Linked DNA regions of Rattus norvegicus: all the other regions are linked to region 3. The links are chromatin contacts, called in public Hi-C maps. All regions are on one chromosome and are shown on one strand. The core of a region is the stretch at or near the end of the contact, and the rest is flanking DNA. Distances in the headings are between cores, read along the strand shown.

Region 1 (2,814 bases), core at 266-2,765, 250 kb after region 3:
ACACCCAAAGAAACAGGAGGATCATGAGAATTTGCTGGCACTCAGTAGAGGGGTAAACTGAGGCACTCTGGGTTCAGGGAGAGACCCTATCCCAAGAAAGAATGATAGAAGACACCTGATATCTTACTCTGGCCTCTGCATACATGCACAAGGGCATGTGAACCAAAGTATACGTGTGTACAAATACACATAAACATATACATACATGCACAGGTCTGCGTAATTAGGAGATACAATCGAGGGCATGGCATCTTGACTTAGGAGTTCATTTTCCATTTGGAGCTTTGTCCGTCTACAAGAACTTTCCCAGCCATGGCAGCCACTAAAATGAAGAACTGAAATTTGAAACAGAATCAAGATATAATTCAATATAAATAACTAAAATGAGACTGCTCCTCCCTTGGAGCTGCTCTCATTCCCCAGATTTCGTTCTCATCTCTCCTCAATAAACCTAATAAATCTATCCTTGCTTTGCCCAAAAGATTACACTAAGATGAAAATTGTTGTAAATGAGTTTCTCTTTTGTTTTGGTTTGGGGTTTTGGTGCTGGGTCATACACGCCAAGCACGTGCTTTGCCACTGAATTATACCCCTAGGCCTTATTGTAAATGTTTTAATTTCACTTTTTTCTGTTTGAAATGTTTATTTTGAAGTACTGTTTTTTATTCTGTTTGGGGGTTGTCTGTGTGCTTGTCTCTGAGACAGAGTCTCTTGCTTGAACTTACTTTGTAGTTGCAGATGACCTTGAACTTCTGATCCTCCTGTTTTTATTTGCCAAGCACTGGAACCGCAGGTATGTGCACCACTACATTGGAGGAGTATGTTTTAAAATGGACACACTATAGTTTGCTACATGATATATTACACGACAAACTACAGCAAGCATATATAGAACAACACTAGGTATGGTGGCTCATATTTGCAATCTCAGCACGTAGGAGAATGAGACGGGGGATGACTACAAGTAGGAAGTTGGTCTGGTCGACACAGCGAGTTCTTGGGAAAATGTACCTGAGATTTTCTTATATTTGAACACTGATCAATGGTTCACAGTATTGGCCTCCACGCTGCTGCTTGTCAACACAGCTGCAAGCCTTTCGTGGCCAACAACACGAGAGATGCACACACTGGTTAGTGCACTGTTGTGTCCAGATTCAGGGGAATGTCAGCTTCTGGGTGCAGAAAGGCACAGTGATAATCTGTAAATTCCAAAGTCTTAGCTTGCTGCTTAGAGAAGGGGAGCAGAGAGAAGCCTCCAGCCCTGGCTTCTAGCCCTAGCCCATCCCCTTTTTCTCAAGAAAGCATATGGAATGCCAGTGGGGGAGAGCCACCACATTACAGGGGTGACCTTCAAGCTGCTCTAATGTTGGTTGTTTTTTTCCTGACGAGGGAAACTATTAGGAACTTAATAGTTTATTATTAGCAACACATTATTTGTTCACAGCCTGGTAATTTGAGACTCATGGGATGAGAACCTTGGACTTACTCAGAGTCCAAGCTGAGCTCCCCACCACACCCTTCAGCAGCTCTGTACTCTGCTTTCTGCCCTGGCTCATACTGTTCCTTCTCCTCTGCTACCTGCATAGGCTATGCTATTCCAGACTCCTGACCCCACATTCCTACTCCCCTCCCCACCTAGCTAACTTCCACTTTCCCATGGCTGAGCTCAAAAACATGCCTTGGAGGAATTGTCCTCTAGCAGCTGTGCTCTGCTCCGCCGCCACAGACTCCCATGGCTCTGTGATGCAGTGTGGTGATGGCTGTGGGGCTGACCATCCACACCAGATTGGGAGCTTCTCACAAGCCAAGGAGGGAGTCTCAAGGGCAGTTACAGCTCCTGGTGCATAGAACACATGCTGCAGATGGTTGCCGAGTGAACGAGAGAGTGAACGAATAGGGGAACGGGAGCATGTGTCGTTCAGCAGACGTTTAGGACCCATAAGATCAAAGCTTAGCCTAGTGGCAAAGCTTCTACACTAAGTCATTGATGGTTTATAGCCAAAAACAAGAGCCAAAGGAATATAAAGAGTACAACTGGGGGAGCCTTCAGCCTGCCCAGAGAAAACAACCTTACCCTCCATAGCACTTTAACCGTGCAGCCTCCATATCACCGGTAGCTTCATATCACCGGCAGTTGTGTCAGTTGATACTGTTCACCTCTGCATCTCCAAGAGAACTCTCCTTCCAAGTGCTGAGGCTTTTTGTTTTTTTGTTTTTTGTTTGTTTGTTTGTTGTTTTTATTTTTAACTAGCTAAGGACCTTTTCCCCTCTTGACATTTGAGAGCACTCTCCTTCTCTACAAGCTTTAAGCAAGCACAATGTGATTTTCCCCCCATGTTCTTTACTCCTCTTAAAATTTGCCTGTGTCGTTATTACAACTAACCCGGCTCGTCCCTTTTGCAATGAAAAGAAAGTTGGCTGGGACCAAACCGCAGAGGCGAGGAGGCAGCTTTTAGTCAGCAAGGTCTGACAGCTCCTCGCACTGTCTGCATCCTCCTCACTCTTGATTTGGCCCTTAACCTAGTTTTCACAGAGACTCTGCCAAATGACAAACACATTCCATCACCCGTGTCTGAATAAATGAACCAGGCTTTTGCCAGAAATGATAAGAAGTCCTGTTTCCAGAGAAGGTTCTAGGCTGCAGCACTCAGTCTGAGGGGTTTTTTTTCCCTTGCCACCGAACGTCACTTGGCTCTCCTTTCCGTAGCAAGTGTGGGCTGTGGCTGCATCCAAGATTGAGCTTCTCTGAGAAGATGAAAGGTTAGGGGCTCAGAAACCAAATTCGAAGTGACCAAAATTAGTCACAATGGCAAA
Region 2 (2,981 bases), core at 157-2,656, 210 kb after region 3:
GAGATTGGAAAGAATTAAACATTAAACTTAAGACACTCATCATGGATATTAACATTATTACAGTTGCTTAATATTTAATTCTTAGTGTTCTGTAGGGGACCAGACTCTGTGGAGAATGTAAATTTAGGCATCTATGGGCTTCTTGGGTCTCAAAATAAAATGCATACATAGCAAAAACTTCTCACAGACGTGATAGGAGAGCCATTTCCTACAATGGTCTCAGAATGCACTTTCTAACAATATGGACCCTTTCAAAGCGGCCAACAGGGAGCTTCTGTGCTGCTTGACTCCTTTGGGAGTGATGGAAGCATGTTGTGGTAAAGGTTAGTGTGTAGGTCGTGCTGTCTGAGCTGAGCTTTTCTGCTCTAAAGGATGTACTATTGGCAAGGCCAAAAAGCTAGAGTACTGGGAAATTCATCAAAGCTACCCAAGGCAGCCCAGAAACTCCTTAGTTCTTTCAATCGATATTGTGTAGCACAAAAATCTTAGTTAAGGTTTCTCTTGCTATGATAAAACACCATGACCAAAAGCAACTTGGAGGAAAGAAAAGGTTCATTTGGCTTACACTTCCATTACACTTCTATAATTGAGGTAAAGTCAGGGTAGGAAGTCAAGGCAGGAACCTGGAAGCAGGAACCGATGCAGAGGCTGTGGAAGAACTCTGCTTACTGCTTGCTCAGCCTGCCTTCTTATAAACCACAAGACCACATGCCCGGACCCCCCCCCCCCACGCTGGGCCCTCCTAGAATGCCCCAAATGCTCGCCTAAGGGCCAATCTTCTGGAAGAATTTTCTCACGTGCAGTTCTTTTTAATCTGATAGCTCTGGCTTCTGCAAGGTTAAAAAAGGGAAACAAACAAGCAAGCAAGCAAACAACAACAATAACAAACCCACAACCACCACCAGAACAATTGACAACAGAAACCCAGGATAGCCTGTGTTTGGGATATTTTTTTTCCCGTTGAGTTCTCTGTTTTTAGTCTGCTTTTGAGTACTGTCACTGTTAGAGGCTAGGTATCAAAAAGTGTCAAACCCAGGCCAGCCGGCTTGGGGGCTTGTTTGGGAGGAAGGACTATACATCTCACTTTGCATTTATTTTGCTCCCAGCAGGTTTTTCTGTGCTCACATCTCACACAGTGTATGTTTAATTTAGTGAATTGATTGGGCTGCATTGGCAAACACTGCTGAGATGCTAAGAAGGAAAGTCACACTAGAAAAAAGCCTTTCAAGAGCACAGGCAGCTCTTCAAACACTGCTCTTCCTGTTTTTCCAGACGGAAAACAGTGGTGAACAGTGTAGCTAAAATACACATCACTAAAAGTTGGATGGCCACTTCTAACCACTGCAAGAGGCAGCTGCGGGTCCCACATTCTTCAGGGCGTGCCAGCAGAGAGTGAGCATGCTCCGCCCGTCTAGTCATCCAAATTGGACCTGGCGAGCCTGCATCCAGAGGCTGCCACTTGGTTTACACCCTGACTCATCCCTCCTGGAGGATTCCTCTCCTTTTAGCAGGAAAATGGGAGCCAAGAGAACAGCTGGGGCAGGAGGTGATCCCGATGGGAACCAGCTTACGAAAGCCCTGGAGAAGAATGATCGATCTAGTGACTCCCAACCCACGGAGTGATGCTCACATACGGGATGCGATGCTCTCAGACCGGATGTGAGACGCGATGTGGGTCCACAGAGACCTACCTGCTTTACTTAACGTTACTCACAGTGGCCACAGGGGGAGAATCCACAGGCCTGCTGCCCAAGGAACTTCTGAGCTCACAGGCTGTGTCTCCAGTCAACTCCAGCTCAGGTACTTCTCTATGACTTCAACTGTGTCCCAGATGAATTCTCCCCTCTCTTTCACAATTATAAAATTAAAAAAAAGATGTCTTTCTCTTCATTGTCAATATTTCTCCGTGTTTTGCTGACTGCTTATAGCAGCTCACTGCATTCATTTAATAGTCTGTTTCTAACAAAACTGTGAATATATATATATATGCCTTTTAAACTATGAAACACATAAAACTCATTTTATGTATAAAATGCATTGCCTATTGTAATTGATGCATTAATCAGAATTGTGCATATTTTCTTAATGTAACCGTTTATAATCTCAAAAACTATCCAATGGCTATCAGTCAAATAACTATCAGAGCTTTTGTTAATATATGAAAAAATGATAACCTCATTACGTTCCTTGTTAGCTTTTTTAATGAGACTGAATTAATATATAGCTTTGCTTGTAAATTCATCACTTATTATAAACAGATACATGATTGAATTTCCAAAATATTTTGTACAGGGAAAGCACTCAGCCAGTCCTTGGCCTACAGCTTCCATGAAGATTTTCACTATCTCAGAAATGATGACTATAGAGTGACTATAAATAGTGTTAGGCTTAAATACAGTAGTTAAACATTTTCTGCTTAGTTCTTTTTGCTCAGGTTTACAATTTAGTGAAAGAACTGCGACAAACCCTCTGCTGGAAAGACTTTTACCAGGAAACGTCCTCTATTCTGTCAGAAAGGAACAATTAGTCAAAAGCCTTGTAGTTCACTCGCTTCTTAAGAGACTTCTGTGTAATCTGGCCCTGTCTGTAAGTGTCTGAGATCAGCTAAATCCTGTGGCACATTGTTTGATGGCCCCAGGCAGAAAGCCACAGCATCCCTCTAGTAATGTCGACTGACCTTTTGACATTCAAATAGCAGCAGCCTTGAGGATATTTTTCCCCTCTCTGTATCCCTGGAAAACTAAAGACATAAGGCTTGAGGTGAGAAATACTTAAAGACTTTTATACAACAAGTGGATCATTTATTTCGTAACATTGTTTCAAGTACCAATCATGAGCATAGTCCCATGCCAATTTTAGGAAACATACATGAAGCATTCAGTCATGTCCTCAAGGATACATGACATGTTCCGACATACCCCTGACATATGACAAGATGCTACAAGGCGGAGTGGAAGGCAGGAAATAGCACAAGAAACATG
Region 3 (2,911 bases), core at 79-2,578:
CCGCATTTGCAAGCCTAAGCCGAGCCGACCCGGAAAGCCTACTGGCTACCGAACAACAGCACCCAACTCGCAAACACACTCACAGGCACCAGACACGTGCACGGGAAGGTTTTGCAACTTGCAGTCCCGGGGTGCACACCGCGTGTGCATGTGCTACAAGGGGAGCCAGGAGACCCAGAGACCCCACCCCCACAATTTGCAGATGGTGCCAAAGGTTGCAATCTGCAGTCCGTTTTAAGTTCATGATTAATAGGTACTTTGCTCTACTGATGAAGTCCTTCCCAATTTCACCGATGAAGTCTTACACTTTACAAGCAGTCTCGCTGGAAGTAAAAGGTCTCATCATTGGAAACCCATTCTAGAAAAATCTAATTGCCAAGCGGTCCCTTCATCCCCTTCTCACTGCCCTTGAATTGATGCAATGAATATGTTGGACATGTGGTGACGCGGTGACAAGAACCAGGGCTGCGGCCACTTCACACAGATGTACCACCCTCACACCTATGTTTGGAAAAACATACCCTCACAGCCTCCTTCCCCACACACACTGTCAAACACTCTGGAAACATGTATGTACGCGAACCTGCGCTCTGCCATTGCCATCTGTCTACCAAGTTGCTAGCTACTATGCTTTCTTTCCACTTTCACGCAGCCTAAGGCACTTTGGCTTTTTTTTTTTTAATGTATAAACTGGGTTTCTGCTGCTGAAAACGTTGGATGAATCACCTGAAAAGCCTCATGTTCTTCGTACATTTAAAAGGAAAAGCTCTAAGCCTTCGCCCTCCTCCGATTGAAAATAATAATCGGAATAGAACTTACTGATCCGACACCGATCAATTCCCGGGCTCCGCGGCCATCCCGGCCTCGTCGCCGGCCCCCACCCGGCGATGCCCAAGTTGCTGGTGGGATAGTGCCTCGGCGCGGGCGGCCGCCTCCTCCCTCCGCGCTACAGATCCACAGCCCAATCTTTTGGCGCCATATTAATGACGTACTATATTATTTCCACTAGGCAGCGACCTTCGGCATTACATTACTCCCGAGAACTCCCGAGCGAAGCAACAAAACCATCAAATATGGCTGAGTCTCTCGGCTCGTCCTGCAGCCGCCGCGGCCGCGGCCTGAGACGCGCACCCCGACCCGCGCGCCCCCGCGCCTCCGCCCCCGCGTACCTGCTGCGCACGGGCTGGGCCTCCGCGGGCTGCACGCTGCGCCGCATGAGTCCGGGCCACAGAGGCCGCGCGGGGAGCCGGGCGAGCCCCTGCTGTCGCCCGCGCGCTCGGCCGGCCCGGCGCGCCCAGGCCCTCCCGGTAGGGCGTGCGGCTGGCGGCAGAGGAAGCGCCGGGACGCAGACTCATTTCTGGGTCACTGCTGCCACAGGGGGGAGCACTTTAATCCCCAGCCAAAAGGAGAGGGTGGGGACAGTGGGGCGGGGAGCCGCTGGTAGGGGCTCGCTCCCTTTAACTCTTGGGGTCCTGACTGCAGCTAAAGGGGCTCTCTTCTTGCACCCACCTCGGGAGCCCTCAAGGTGTCTCCTAGGAGGAAAAGGGTTTATGAAATCACCCCCTCCAAATCTGCTGTCCCAGTTCCAACTCCGGGAGACATGCAGAAATGCATTTCTTGCAAATTACCTTTAAATCAGGTCGATTAAAAACGTGGATATTAAAGCGGATAGTTTGGGAGAAATGTTTTTGTTTTTAGGCTGAATAAGAAAATAATTTGTTTTTGTAGTAACAGTTTTGAAGGAGTTGCGAATTCGAATGACAGTTTTTAGCACAAACAATCCAATTCTGGGAGGGGGAACCCCAGCTTTACCTAATTTGTATTGAACTCACAGCAAATTAGCATTAATCCACTAAAAAACAGACTTCTTCTATAAACTTTTATATTACAGAGCGTTCTGGTCAGAACTGGATATTTTTCTCCTTCCACATAGAACTGGGACTAATGCTAAAATTCGAACTTTAGACTAGTATAAAAGCAATCACCAGAGACTCATGTTGATACATATGTGTAAAAAAATGAGTGATTGTTGGTTTTTCACATACTAAAAACTAACTTTTATATGGAGAATAATTATGTTCATAGAGTCCTCAAGGACTCTGTGTTGTATATCACATTCAACATCCAAAGGGGGGAAATACACATTAAAACTCCCATTTAGAAAATAAGAACAATAATTATTAATTACAAAATCAGATATTGAACCCAAAGGACAAGATTGTGCATTGCAATCATCCATAATTCTGTATAAAACAGGTTTGATTCACAGACATCTATCTAGAACCCCAGTCTGATAAATGGGAGAATAAACCTAACTGTGCCTTTCAATTATTTTTCAGGAAACAAAGCAAAGCAGCAGCAATCCTAAATGTATGTGCTTTTTCCCCTCTCCATTTCCTTAATAAGGAGCATAAAGACTCCCTGGCATAAAGACACTCCTTGGCAGGCAGGATTTCTACTGTGCTCACTCAGTCCTGCTCAGAACAGGTGAGGTACTACCAAATGAGGACTAGAACCCTTACTAGTTCTGTGTGGCTTACAGTTCGTGCACCCACACCCACACACCCACACACACCCACACCCACGTGCACACACATGCGTGAGAAAGGGGAGGGAAGGAGGGGGAGGGAGAGAGAGAGAGACAGAGACAGAGACAGAGACAGAGACAAGGGAACCCAATGAGAATTCAAGAGCAGGCTTTCAGAAGGGATGATGGGTCTCCAACCACACTGCAATCTCATTCATCTTTCTGTGACAAACTGATTGCATCCATTCTAACTTCCAGCCAGCCATTATCCATCCTATCTTAAATAAATAAGTACTTTTTTAAAAGTACTCTTTTTGGGGGCCTGGAGAGATGGCCCAACATTACAAACACTTGATGCTGCCAAAGACTGGGGTTGTTCCCTTC

Evidence for each region. Hi-C and Micro-C count contacts between places; a contact is called where the count stands out from the background.
Region 1: a contact with region 3 is called in a Hi-C map of kidney, with 5 times the contacts expected there. The contact joins the enhancer-like site here to the promoter of Jade1 in region 3. A contact is called at or near these places in 2 of 12 Hi-C or Micro-C datasets (the A7r5 cell line and kidney).
Region 2: a Hi-C map of the A7r5 cell line shows a contact between it and region 3, with 3 times the contacts expected there. The contact joins the enhancer-like site here to the promoter of Jade1 in region 3. A contact is called at or near these places in 2 of 12 Hi-C or Micro-C datasets (the A7r5 cell line and Schwann cells).

Annotation. Positions count from the first base shown.
Region 1 is chr2:126,215,187-126,218,000 of GRCr8, reverse strand. No RefSeq gene overlaps it. Among named protein-coding and RNA genes, the nearest start is that of Pgrmc2, 200 kb to the right of the region's middle. Within about 2 kb of position 1,515, at least 15 of the 93 cell types and tissues checked have an H3K27ac peak or open chromatin away from gene starts, as enhancers often do. A contact at or near this core is called in kidney, where this site is marked.
Region 2 is chr2:126,261,831-126,264,811 of GRCr8, reverse strand. No RefSeq gene overlaps it. Among named protein-coding and RNA genes, the nearest start is that of Jade1, 210 kb to the left of the region's middle. Within about 2 kb of position 1,406, at least 11 of the 93 cell types and tissues checked have an H3K27ac peak or open chromatin away from gene starts, as enhancers often do. A contact at or near this core is called in the A7r5 cell line, where this site is marked.
Region 3 is chr2:126,469,541-126,472,451 of GRCr8, reverse strand. It overlaps Jade1 (jade family PHD finger 1), which reads right to left and starts at 1,328. Exons shown (of 11, transcript NM_001415052.1): 1 at 1,170-1,328.